Linked DNA regions of Mus musculus: region 2 is linked to region 1. Evidence: chromatin contacts called from public Hi-C data. All regions are on one chromosome and are shown on one strand. Each heading gives the region's core, a stretch centred on a gene start, on an enhancer-like site or on the middle of the called end of the contact. The rest is flanking DNA. Distances are from core to core; before and after follow the strand shown. Region 1 holds the start of D630024D03Rik (RIKEN cDNA D630024D03 gene). Region 2 overlaps Cpeb4 (cytoplasmic polyadenylation element binding protein 4).

Region 1 (6,742 bases), core at 3,117-5,616:
TCTGATGGGGAGAGTGCCCAGTCGCCAGGCAGGAGGGGAAAAGGAAGCATTTCTTGTTGATGTGAGAGAATCCCTAAGACAGGGCCATTTATAAAGAAGAACAGTTTGTTTGCCTCATGCCTCACGGCGTTGCAAGTCTAGGAGCCTGGCACCAGCACCTGCCTAACATGTGGGGAGCCCTCCTGGTGTGGTAACAGAAATCAGACATGTATGCCAACCCAGATGTGTCTTCCTGCACTTGGCCATCATGGGTCCACCCTCATGACCTCACCTAATCTCAGTCATCTCACAGGTGACACCTCCAGCCACCATGAATGTGTGCTGCACATTACACTTCCACCACATGACTGTGGAGCGGGGGCAGGGGAGGACAGACAGAGACATTCAAACCACAGCATCCGTGGAAGTTCACCCCAGGATAGAGGGAGAGGGTCAACCTGGGGGAAGTCCTGAACTAGAGGAGGTGTGGGAAAAGGCTCTGCTCTTCTTGTGTGCCCCAACCCCCCACTTCATGGCTGTTGATCAGAGAAGATGGCAGCGGGATGACAAGGCCAACCAGCCACACAGGATCTGGCTTTTCCAGCTCTAGGGGTGGGGACTCTGGAAGGGGGTATGGCAGAAGCATCAGGGAGGGGTTGAGAACATGGCCCTGGCAGGGCAGAAAGGGAACCTGGTGCCAGCTGCCCACAACCATGGTGCAGGGACTACAGTACAGTGTTTGCTGGAGGAAGAAGCTAATGAGGGCAATGGTGCACAGCGTGAGAGATATCTGCAGTTCCTTGGGCTTCAGCGTGGGACACCGAGTGCCTGAGAAAGGCTAGTGTGAATAGATTTGAGAACTGTGGAGTTCAGCAATGGGTGGCCACACTGCACCAAAGCCAGATGACACCAAGCATCCTTGGGCAGACCCCATCTGGGTACCAGACTAGACCAGGCAGTCCACGATGTGAAGAGTGTAGCAGGATCATCACCTCGGTTTCTATCTGTCTTAAACACCAGCTGCTACCGTACGCTACCCATGTCTGTTTACCTACAACAAGGAAATGATGGAATTTGGGTACTTTATAAAGAAGAGAGGTTCATGTAGTTCACAGGGTACAGACTGAAAGACTGAATGGCAAGGCTCTGACAGCAGCCTCTCTGGCTATGTCCCATCTTTGTGACAGCCATGAAACCCACATGACAGACAGGAAGACAGCACAGGAAGGGACAAGTCATGCTCACAAGAACTATTAAAACACCACAGAATTACCCTGCTTCCTTCTGACACGACCCCCCCACCCACCACCTCTGCCTCTTAATGTCCTCATTCTGGGAACTGGGCTTTTAATGTAAGAACCCTTGGGGTACAGTCTGATCACACCTAAACCATAGCAATGTTTGCATCACAGAGGGGAAAGGATATGAAGTCCCTGGGGACTTGGGAAGGAGGGAGGAAGTTAACAGAGGTGGGAAAGGGGTGACTTAGGAGAAAGCAAGACTGTGGGCAGCGCATGTACAGGGGAGTGGTTCCTCTTCCTCTGCTCCCCCAACCCCCACATCGTCAGTTAAAGCCACTCTGCTCATGAACATGCTTTGTGAAAAATAAAGCTCAGATCCAGTCCTGAACTGCTGTGGGGCGCAACCACATGGCTGCTGGGAACCCTGAGGTAGTTAGTGTCCTATAGAGCCCACCAAGGGCTGTGTCACACGGTTACTCTTTTCTGGACACTCCCATCCCTCTGTGTTAGTGTCCTGAAGCAACCATGGCAGGACCCCAGCAAGAGACCGCCTCCATCCACCTCTCTCTTGGCCCACTTTGGAGCCAGCGTTATTAAGCAGGCCGTTTGATTTCACAACCTTTTTCCTGTGGTCAGAGTGGCACAGAATAGCTAGGGTACTGAGTACCTGGGACCATTCTGCTGTGTGGACAAGGAAATAGCACAGCAGCATCCTGCACAGGTGTAGGCTAACTCGTGACAACACTAGAGGTGGTGCTTGTGGGTGGAATGTCCAGAGTTGGCTTTCTACTGTTGCCACAGCTGCTGTTCCCTAGCAACCGCGGCAGACCCAGGTTTGCTGGCGGATCTGTGAGTTGGAGGTAATTGCCTGCCACTGGTATTTCCTCCAGCAATCCCTTAAGGTGATGTGATACAGCTTTGACCAGTGGGGCTTAAAAGGAAGTGTGCCGAGAGCTTCCAGGGAAGTTTTTGTTTACCTCATTTTAAAAACTAACTGGGCCCTGCTCTGGTAACACGCCCACCTTCAACCTGCCTAGAACAGGTGCTACGAGGGCACTGAAGGCTTCGCTGTTTGCCAGGAACCTTACAAACCCAGGCAGCACTCTACCCACAAGCCTCATGCCCAGTCCAGCACTTCTTGCTTTTTATTCTGAGACAGGGCCTCGACGATCTGCTCTGGCTCCTCTTGCACTATAGCCCAGGTTGACCTTGAACATGCTATTCACAACCTTACCCTCCTGAGTAGCAATGGTTTGGTTACTCATGCCACTGGGCAGCTCTGGCTGGTATCATGTGACTCTGAGAGATAAATATGAGGAAAGAGGCCAAGGGAATTTGAGTCAGTGGCCTGACATTTGTAAGCCTCGGAAGCAAGGCTACCAGCTGCCCGCTCTAGACTCTGGCTATAAATGAGGTTACGCATCAGCTAACTGTAGCCAAAGCCATTCCTAACGGATCCAACACTGAGCTGTGCAAGGAGCGAGAGGCCCAAGTAGACCCCGAGGCTCCATGGTTAGAAGGCCCTGCAAAATCATATGCCACCCGTTTCCATTCCCCAAAAGTGTCCTGACATTATCATCCCTCAGAGATGACTCAGGGAATCACCCCCCTGTGCCTGTCAGAGCTCAGCTGATTCGAAGGAAATGAGACCACAGTAGTATTCAAACAAATATTGAGAATGTGGGTTCCATGGAAACCGACAATGAAGAAACAGCAATGGAGGAAAGGAGGCATTTGAACCACAATGCTGCAACCCTGAAAAATCCCAGCTCACCTCTGTCTACTAGCAGTTCCCGCCCACCTGTTTCCCAAGGATTCCAAGGGTCTCTGCTCACCTAATCTAGACTGACCCTGTCTCACTGCATCTCTCCCTGAGGCCCAAGGTGACTATTGCATGAGCTTCCTGCAAGTGACAATCATTTCTTAGTTACCTTGTTAGCCCTGGTGCCCAGATAGGGCGTGGCATGGTTTAGGAGTCCAGTCTGGAATGGAGGATACAATAAATGGATGCAGGAATCCTCCTGATAGCAGGAGCAGAGCTTTGGGTTTTCAAGACTGAGCTGTCAGCTTTCAGTAGAGCTGAAGATGAGTTGGAACTGCAAGGACGAACATGGGCGAACTACATGGGCGAACAGCTACCACTTGCATTCTAGAATCATACGGCCTTGTGTGGTTTTGAGACAGTCTTCCAGCTCTGTGGCTAGCCCCACTTGGGTACCTCTTCCAGAGTGTGGCTTTCGTGGAACCCATTGTCATTAGTGGGGGCTGCTGCTTGTACGGAATGGGGGTTGCAATATTCCTGCCTTTGTGCCTGAAGGCCACAGTCTTCTTTCTCTCCACCAAGGCTCGTCACACACTGCTGGCCTCACCCCAGCATCTGACCCAATTAATCTGGGATACGGCTAGGGAGAGTCATAGAGCAGATTATACTTGGTAAAAGGTGGGGAGGAGGAAAAGCAAAGAGAATTACAACAAAATCCCCAACTGAAATTCAACTACTTGGAGGTTCTAGCACAAAGCATACTAAGGCTTTATGCTACAGGTAAACAGGTCCAGAAAGCCCCCTTGTTTTCCACCCATCCCATGAGGACAGCTAAACACGGTATTGCTGAACAAAGCATTATCTAGCTTTAGCTTCAGAAAATGAGACCAAATTTTCCAACAAAATTGCCTTGATGAGGCTTCTGAATGCCCTTTCCTTAAGGTAGGAAAGTTTGAAAGAGAGATGGAAAACCGGACACCTGTTTTGTTACCCCAACTGGAAATAGGCTCAGCTATTTCCCCCAGGGTAGCATATGAATATTCTCACCTCCCACATTTGCTAAAACCCAAGAACTTTATTCTAGTTTTTAAAAAAATTATTACTATTATTTGAGTTTTTGAGATACTTACTGCGTAGCCCTGGGTAGCCTTGAACTCAGGGATCCCCCAGCCTCTGCCTCTGAGTGCTCAGCCCTCACAGCCTTGTTGTAAAGGTGCAGTACCCAGCACTGTAGTCAGAAAAGTGGCCAGACAAATGGAGCTAGCCCCTGAGAGTGAAAACACCAGTTTGCCAAACCCTAAACACAGAAACAAGTGGGGATTGGGGGAGTTTCTATCAGCCCGGCTCAAGAGCCAGGCTAACTCAGCAGCGAGGTCGCACTCCCTGCCCTGGAAAAATCAGAGCAGGGCACGTGACTGTGGGTAGCCAGGGAGACGGTTTTGAGCATTTTCCATTCGTGAACACAGATATGCCTCAAGCAGTACATGTGTCCCTCAAAATCTATGTTGAATCCCTGGCCTGGGTGTTCCACCCCTGATCTCCCGAGGGCAGAGGGTGAAGCCCTGCATAGCAGGTGAATATGGCACGTGGCTGCTCCATTCTCATAGTTTCACAATTTTCACATTTTGCTCAGTTTGCGTGAGATGTTCCAATGACAGATGACTAAGCCAAAAAACCGCTGTGGTTACCATGGCATCCTGCCATCCAACACAGCTGTGGAGCCACCCAGATTTGAAAGGAGTGTCCCGGGGGTCGGTCCCAGCTCTCAGATAGGTGTCTACAGAGGTCATCTGGCTCACTGTGCTGGGCGTGACTTGGCATCTGCTGAGCAAACACACGGCATCTTCCTGGGAGGCCACCTTGACACACTTTGGCCCAACCTGTTCTCCTGAAGCTGGGGTTTTGTAAGAGGCCAAATTCCAGGCTGGGGCAGAATAAACAAGAGTACATGGCTAATGATTGTTGAGTTTGCCTGGAACACAACTGACTGCACATTTCAGAGGAGACTTTCCGACCCCACCTGACCTATGCCTACTAAACAGTAGTGAAGCTATGAACAACCAGGGGCTTCCAGGTCCCCATGGTGTCTGCTGGTGATTTCTCTCTGTCCTTTGAAGAGTAATAGAGACATACCTGTTATCAATTTGGAGTTCTCTGTCTTAATCTGCTTAACAAGTAAATAATATTTTTCTGCTTAAAACCTTACACCCATCTATCACTTCACAGTCTTCAAAAAGATTCCCAATTCTACCCTGGTTTCAGTTTTGGGAGAGTGGGAATGGTAGTCCAAGCTCAGAGAGGGCCCAAGGACACACAGCCAGGAGATGTCTGGGTCAGAAGTTGAGATTTTTTTTACAAGCAAGTCAGGCAAAAACAGTGCTTATATTTGGTCTTTTGGCTTGGGAGATAAACTTCCTCTCTTGGTAGAGATGCTGGGTCTAGAGTTGGAGGGTATGGGAGGGAACCAATGTATTTCCACCTCGGAGGTAGCTCAGAATATTGCCTCCACCTTCTGTTTAAATATAGCCACAGCCCTCCAATTGCAGTATCTATTTACCCTCTTTGGGGTTCTGGAGACCTCATACTTCTTAAGCATACACGCACCAGTGAGCCCCATGCTCAGCCCCCCGAGAAGTCAGAGAAAGCAGCCAGCGGTTAGACAGTTGTTTCTGGCCTGCTACCATCCTGCTGTCTAGATCTGAGCTTTCTAACCACTTACGACTTTGCACTTGAGAGTCTTCAAAACACACACACACACACACACACACACACACACACACACACACACACTCATGTACACATAAACACATATTTTAGGTTTGTTTTTTTATGTGTATGAGCGTTTTGTATGCATGTATGCATACTGTTTGTATGCCTGGTGTCCTCAGAAGCCAGCAGGAGTCAGATATCCTGAAACTGGAGTTATGAATGGCTTTGAATTATCATGTGACTGCTGGGAATTGAAACTGGGGCCCCTGGAAGAACAGCAAATGATCTGAACCACTGAGCCATCCCTTTAGCCCCTGTACTTGAAAAACCCTAGGTATATAAATTAGGTTAAAAATCAAGCATTTACTGATAGTAAATCATAACTTAATTTATTTTAAAATAATTCTTACCAGTTATACACAAATAATTATACTGTTGCTTAAAGATGTCTCGAAAAACAAAAACAAAAACAAAAAGATTTGCTTGTGTATTCTTACACAGAAAATTACTTCTTGGCTGGAGTGCTGATGTCAAGGTACACAGAGAACCTTCAGTATTGTTCAGAGTTGGTCAATATTTTGATTTTATAGTCGTGAATGATGAGAACGCCAATCCACATAAGTTGGTAATAAAACAAGGCAGAACAATGTTTAGGGCCATTTCACAGCTTGCTGGGAATTCTGGCCTAATCCCAATACAAAATTCATTGAATACTTTTAAAACATGAAACTCAAATGTGACGTTAATTTAACCCAAACAGCAAACTTTATAATCAAACTCCGTATCACAGCATAAACCAGAGCTGTTCTGATTGGCTGCGTGAAAGCCAACGCTGTTCTGATTGGCTGCGAGCATGCTGAGATGTGGTGGGAGGGTACATCTGAAGCCTTTGGGGTTTTGTTTTGTTTGTTTGTTTGTTTTTCACTTAAACCATTCTGTTCTTGTGAGAGAAGAAAGTTTTGTCTGCACAGTACAAACATGGGAACGAGAACACAGCGGTCTCAGACGTGAGCTGAGGTGTTTCTGATGTCGGTCAGCAGCACCCTGCCGA
Region 2 (7,101 bases), core at 1,483-3,982, 83 kb after region 1:
TTTTATGTATTATTTGATTCTCAAAATACTCAATATTATTAATATGTTATATATATATATATAAAATGTATTTAAATAATAAAAAATTGTAGATAAAAAGACCACAGGTACTGGATTATATTTATGTTCACCTATCCCAATTATTTTTTATTTTATCCTTTATTCATTATGAAATACTTATGTTTTAAGTTCAGTGCAATGAACTCTTTGTTTCTGGTGCCCAGACAGGAAATGGAGAGGTTTGGTTTTTTAAAAATGTTTTAGTTCAAAAGAGCATTTATTATATAAAAGAGATGAGAGAATTTATCCACTAGCTGAAATGGTTACATAAGACTGGCTACTGCTATGACTGGGATTTAGAGAGCTAATATAAAAAGAGGTTTCCGTTTTGGGAAAAGTGTCTTGAAAAAAAGACAGCCCTGAAAATGTTTGGAAAAGCTCCTCAAAAAGCTTGTCTCCTTAACAAAATCCAACACAGAGGTGTTTCTAACAGGTTAGCTAGTAACTGCCATACTCAGAAGTATTCAAAATAGCCTTTAGTAGTTCCATACTACTGTACCAAACTGTAATGTTATACTAAAAGAAATGAGCTGTTGAGCTCTAGAATATAGATAGAAGATATAGATATAGAAGAACCATAAATCCACAGTAAATGAAGGAAGCCAGTCTGATAAGGCTTGGTTCGCTGGTTTCAGCCAATTGATATTCTAGTAAAGGGAAAGCTATAAAACTAGCAAAAAAGATCTGAAGTTTAGGTGATAGGACAGAATGAATAGGCAGAACAGAGAAATCTTAGGATAGTGAAACTACTGTGATTCAGTATCAATAGGTGTATGTGGTTGCATATTGTTATACATTTCTCTGAACAGTAAGAATGAAAGTAATGTGATCTGTGATTTTTTTTTTTGGTATTAATAAAATGCTTATTTAGATTCATCACTTAAAACAAATGTACGACTCTGGAACTAACTTTTGCTATGAATTAAAAAAAAAAAAAAGAACTGTTTAGATAGGAAGATAGGTACCAAGACACATTAACATGATAGCCAGTCTTTGGCTAGGAGCATGCAATGAATCCCACTGTGGATCTATGGGATGGGCGAGTCAGGATCTTAGTCACTGAATAGGAAAGGGAAGACAATGAGCAGTATTGGCATCCAGAGGGCAAAGAAGACAGAAGGCACAAAAAGACACTAGGGGTAGCTTGTAGAAGGTTCAGGTCCTCCATAGTATGATGGCACTTTAGGAGAATTTCCAGAGAAGGAGAGATAGTACCCATAATTATGAATGACTTTTTAGATTTGTTATATATTTATTATAGAAAGAATTTACAGAATTGGAAAATACTGTGAAACTTTTTTTAAAAAAATCTTTTAATGTCACTGCTGATTCTTTAAAAGTAGAGGGAGAATTCTTGATTGTTTTAGTAGGATATCACATGCATAGTATATGGGCCTCTCAGGATCAAAGCAGATGCTCTCCTAGCAGTAAACCTTATCAGAAGGCAAGTTAAAGCTGTTAAAGGCTCACAGGCAGTGTTCCAGCTGGGACTATGCTGACAGTGGCAAAAAGTGTCATGTTGTATCTTGGGTGCAAAGTAGAAGGCTAAGGAGCAGATCAGCTGTGAAATGTCACTCACCTAAAAGTAGGCACATACCTGAGCTGAGCCAAATTTTTGTGTCTGTGAAGTCAAAATATTTCTCTGTCCTCCAAAAATACCCAGAAGACATGTTTCTGGTAAATTTGAACTTTGTTCAACTGGGCCAGGCAGTATGGTAATCTGTCACTTGGATTCCCATTGTTGTTTGTAGCCTTTCTTAGCCCAAAATAAGAGACGTTCTGGTTCATGTGGAACAACCCCAGCTTTGACTACAGTGTCAGCTCCAAAGAAATTAGAGCATGTCCTCAGAATTACAAAGACAACTCTTCTCAGCTCTTAATTTTAATCAATATAAATGCTTTTATTTATGTGTTGTCTTCTTAGTTCATATTTTTAAAAAATGTTTGATGATGAAAGAAAGTGGTTTTAATAGCTCCTGTTAACTCATTTCCTTAGAGGATTACATAGCAACAAAATCTAGACATGTTTCATTAAAGAAAACAGGTGAGGTTTAATGGTTCATGTCATGCTCCTGTTTCACGCATCTCAGATCTTTTTTTTTTAAGTATGTTGTGACAGGAGTAGAATCCAAGCTGTAGTTAAATCAGCTCCAGTAGCATTTACCAGAGTTGAGTACTTGATCTGCACATCAACAGTAAAGAAACAAAACAATATTTAGTCAGAAATTGAAGTATCAAAATCAGGTTTCACTTTTTCCTTAGCTCCATTTCTCCACTCATTCCCTAAATAGCAACAAGCTTAAATCATAATGAGAGCAGCTAATTTTATCTTGGAAAGCCCCTTTATTTGATTTTAAATTGGTTGCAAAGTTTAACCAGTTGTGGTGTTGGATATAGGTTAGTTACAGATTCTTCTCTTTTTGTGACATGGGGCATTTCTGTGAGTTCCTTTCCAAGGCAAGAGTCTCACATTGAAACTTCCTTCTGAAGACTTGTTTGTCCATGGTGTTGGAGTGGTGGGACCACATTAGCTCTGGTTCCCAGAGTGTTCTCTGAATTGAGTAGAGACTTGCTGGCAGTTAGAGAAGGCTTGGCAGAGTCTCTGCCTCTTCTCTGCTTTTCCACAGCCCATAAGCCTCACTGCTCCGTGAGGCCAGAGCTCAGTGCTATTTCCTAAAGGGACCTTTGTACTTCAGAGTCAATTAGATATTGGCAGCTACTCCTGATCATTGTAGAGAGTTAGCAGCCAGGTTTTTCAGCCTTTGCTGAACATGCTGAGGGCTCTCCACCATTTTTTTGAAGATTGGTAAAAATGGGTACATGGGGTATGGAGGCTTAAAAACGTTGCCACAACAATATTTATTTTGTAACTTATTGTGTACACAATGGGTATTCAGTGAGGATTTGTGGTCTAGATAGCTCACTTTACATATAGAGGTACTTCAAAAAACAAAAATACAGTTTCTTAACGGCACAGAAATTCCCTGGCCTTCCCTGCCCGGGCGAGAAGTTCTTCCAGCACCTTGAGAGCTTTCACAGCTCTGTTTTGGGAATAGCTTGAATAGTGATTTTAGTTTCAAAATTTATGAACCATTTCAAACTTGGAAGTTAAGTGAATATTCACTTTGCATGGCCCAAAACCCAAATTCAAAGCCTCCTACACGCCTTTACCTGTGAAAGCCTTTTTCCTAAGGAAAAAGCCACATAGGAAAATTTGTGGTTAAGTGCATCCTTTAAAAAAAGTAACAACCAACACAAAATGAAAAATATTTCATACTTACAGGGCATACATATGGTGTAGAGGAGCATATTTTGGGTGGTGATTTGGAAACAACAATGACCTTACTACTTAGCTAGTTCTTATGTTTGAGTAACTAAATTTGAGAGACACTTTATCACCTTCAGACTTCCCCTTTGGTACATCGATGCTTGGCACATCCTCTGATTAGCTATGTTCCTTAGAACAACAAATTCATGTCCCATAATGGAGATTTGTAAATATTTTGCATATTAGAAGCCACCAACTCCGCTCTGTTATTGAATAAGTTTAAACTATCTATGAAAAAAAAATTAGTAACAAACGGCCTTCTTTTACCTTCAGGTCGTCTAAACTATTCATACCCAGGATCCGATAGTTCTCTGCTTATTAATGGTAAGTGATAATTGATTTACCTTAGTGAAGTGCACAGACCTGAAATGAGTATTAGGCTAAGAAAATATAGTATTTGTGCTTCAACAAGTGCAAAAGTGGCACTCATTTGCTCTGCAGTGACATTTATTGATTGCTGTTACTCACCTATTTTAACAATAACTTTTGTCCCTCAAAATTGTGATAGAAACTTTTCTCTAAAAATATTGTGAGCCACTTGATTCTCCATTCTGAAATTAATGAAGAGAGTGAGTGTAAATCCCATGACAGCCCACCATCATCAAATACTAGTTAGCTTCTGTAGAGCAAATGAAAAGAGAAGGTAACCAGAAACTTAGAACCTGAAAGAGGCAGCCCAAGAAACACAGTATTTTATGTTCCAAAGAGAAGGTCATGTATTATTTACCATCAAGGAGAGCATGAAGAAAGATGTATTAGCCTTTGTAGTTCTTCCATAGTCTCCTTCCCTGACCCAAACACTAGTAATGTGCCCACAAATCCTGTTTATGTGTGCATGCCAGAAAAAAGCTAAAGGTCACAGGGAAGGCAACTACTCACAGAATTAAAGAACTTTAAAGTGCATAGATATTTTTGGTATCACAGTTTAGAATAAATAGATAGAATATAGAAATCTTTTTTTCTTTTTATTTGCTAATTGTGTGTGTGTGTGTGTGTGTGTGTGTGTGTGTGTGTGTGTGTGTGTGTGTGTAGTTAAGATTTATTATGTGTATTTGTCTGGATATATGTCTCATGTGTGTGGGTTCCTGTGGAAGCTAGAAAAGGCATTGGATTCTTTGGAGCTGAAGTTATAGGCTGTTGTGAGCTGCTGTGTAGGTTCTGGGAACTGAACTCAGGTCCTCTGAAAGAGCAGGAATCACCCTTAACCACTGAGCCATAGTTCCAGTTCCTGAGGTTTTTTTCCCCCAAATTTCTGATAATTCAAATCTCTGTTAATATCTCTGTCCAAGAATTATTTTTGCTGTATTCTCATCATTCATCAAGCAAACAGAAACAACAAAAAATACCTTGTCTGATTCACATGGTAACGAGTGGTTGAAAATAATTATTATAATTGGATCTCCTTTTGGTTACTACTTGAAAATGGTAACCTATGTAGAATATAGGTTTCTTAGCCACCCCCAAAAAATCAGCAAGAGAACAGATGAGTGAGAGGTGCCAAGCCCCACAACATTTCTGGAAGCTATGTAGTGCATTAAAACTTCACTCTTTGATCAAAGTCAGGTCTCCTTATGCTCAGTGCCAGAAATTTATCATCATTGTTACTGTCATCAAGATTTTCATCATCATCTATAAAATAATGCTACTGTACTATTCTAGCAGGAACAATAATAATATACTCATAATATAATATAGCAGGCACAAAAGTATCTACATTAAAACCTACCAACCTACCACCTAATGGTGATGGCGTAAGGAGGACATCCCGTCGTCCACAGAGCAAGGTTTACCTTTTCCTATAAACTAGATCCAGACTCAAGTCCAAGTACTGGAAATTACAGTGAGTTGAGATTTGGGATATGACTGAATGATCCCAGGCAAAATATTCATCTTTTATTTGTGTTACTTCATGAAGTTGTTTAGTTGGATCAGTTGCCTCTGGGATTCATCTTTGTGAAGTGTGAAAAACTCTCTAGTAGCTTTTCCTTAAAGATCAACACATTTAAATTTTAAAAATTCTTTTGTTATACCTTTCTTTTTTCTATTAATATTTATTTTTTATGAATAGTTAATTTTCAGTGACTCTTATTTGGCAAAAGGGAAAATAATAAGGATAAGCTTTTCCCCCAAGTATTTATGTTTTGAAATTGTATTGGTTCATAGACAATAGAGGGAGCCTAGATACTTCCTTTTCATTGCTTTTTTTTTTTTTTTTTTTTTTTTTTTTTCCTATGACAGTTGAAGCATCTATAAATTTCTTTATTTCTTTTTTTTTTTCCATTTTTTATTAGGTATTTCGCTCATTTACATTTGCAATGCTATACCAAAAGTCCCCCATAGCCACCCACCCCCTCTCCCCTACCCACCCACTCCCCTTTTATGGCCCTGGCGTTCCCCTGTACTGGGGCATATAAAGTTTGCGTGTCCAATGGGCCTCTCTTTCCAGTGATGGCCGACTAGGCCATCTTTTGATGCATATGCAGCTAGAGTCAAGAGCTCCGGGGTACTGGTTAGTTCATTGCTTTTTATATAGAGCTTTTATTTATTATAAAAGTATACTGACTGGGGTTAGTATCATCTCAAACTGAAAGATATAAAGATGAAAAAATATATATTTATATACAAACAAACAAACAAACAAACTCTGGCTCCTTAAGCCAGACCCAAGCATGTGAGGTCATGATTGCCAGGGTCTCAGGTATAGTATCCAGGTTCAGAGGGCCCAACAAACGAGGATTGGTCAAATGTGACCTAGTGTTAGTTTTCAGTAGGAAACCAGTAGGACCAGATGCTGATCTCTTCATTTGTAGCGAAGAATGAAACCTATGGTTAGACCAGATAGCAGAACTGCCAGACTCATTCATTCTCCAGTATTAAAGTCAAATATACTAGAAGATTGTTTAAGTGGGGCCAGGAGAGATAATTCATATAGTTAAAATATAAAGTAAAATATTTTTAAAAGCGGCTTAAATCAGAGGCTTTTAGAAAAGGACAGTGAGACTCCAGCACATTGATTTAGGTGTAGGCGTTGGCTATTCCTTCAGCCATGTTTATGAAACACTCTTGTGAATAACACTCTTAGGTTAGGTTTTGGATGGATTTATTTTGGAAATCTGACATGTGGAAGTAAATGTGCTTAATGAAGAAAAATTCAGAATTACAGAAACCTCCCTTCTCGCAGGGTTGAAGATTAAATAAATATAGTTAAATCACTTATCATCATACCAAACACATATGAAGTCAAACTAAAATCATTCATTTTTAAGCTAAGAATAATAACACTAAAATTTTACAAAAGGGAGCAACAACAACAAGGGATTTAAAATGAGTCTATAAACTCAGCCTGGGGTAAACACGAGTTTTTGGTTTTTTGTTTGTTTGTTTGCTATTGAGATAAATAACACAAAACACTACTTTTTTTGAACATCACTGTTTTAATAACATGAACTACAAGTACAAACCATTGTACAAGTATACTTTCTACTACACAGAGATGGAATAACATGCATGTGTTTTTACCAGAATCTATATCACCAAGTACTTTTACCACAGTCAGTACCAATGACTTTCCAGAGATTATATCCATCCTATGTAAATTTTATCATGAATAAAAAAAGCTTACAACTTTTTTCAAATAATGCAGATTTATATTTATGTTACTATTCCTGTTCGAGATGCCTTAGAAAACTGTTACATAATATAAAATTAGCTTA

What was found. A called contact is a pair of places that touch in the nucleus more often than the background predicts.
Region 2: a contact with region 1 is called in a Hi-C map of liver, with 3 times the contacts expected there. The contact joins the enhancer-like site here to the promoter of D630024D03Rik in region 1. A contact is called at or near these places in 1 of 39 promoter capture datasets (the SN4741 cell line), 1 of 15 datasets of contacts at CTCF or cohesin (the G1E-ER4 cell line), 3 of 484 Hi-C or Micro-C datasets (liver and uterus) and 3 of 115 datasets of contacts at active chromatin or transcription factors (CD8 T cells, bone marrow-derived macrophages and liver).

The regions. Positions count from the first base shown.
Region 1 is chr11:31,820,181-31,826,922 of GRCm38.p6, forward strand. It overlaps D630024D03Rik (RIKEN cDNA D630024D03 gene), which reads right to left and starts at 4,367. Exons shown (of 4, transcript NR_102314.1): 1 at 4,113-4,367.
Region 2 is chr11:31,905,164-31,912,264 of GRCm38.p6, forward strand. Cpeb4 (cytoplasmic polyadenylation element binding protein 4) reads left to right here. Exons shown (of 10, transcript NM_026252.4): 3 at 3,662-3,712. Among named protein-coding and RNA genes, the nearest start is that of Cpeb4, 38 kb to the left of the region's middle. Within about 2 kb of position 2,733, at least 38 of the 459 cell types and tissues checked have an H3K27ac peak or open chromatin away from gene starts, as enhancers often do. A contact at or near this core is called in liver, where this site is marked.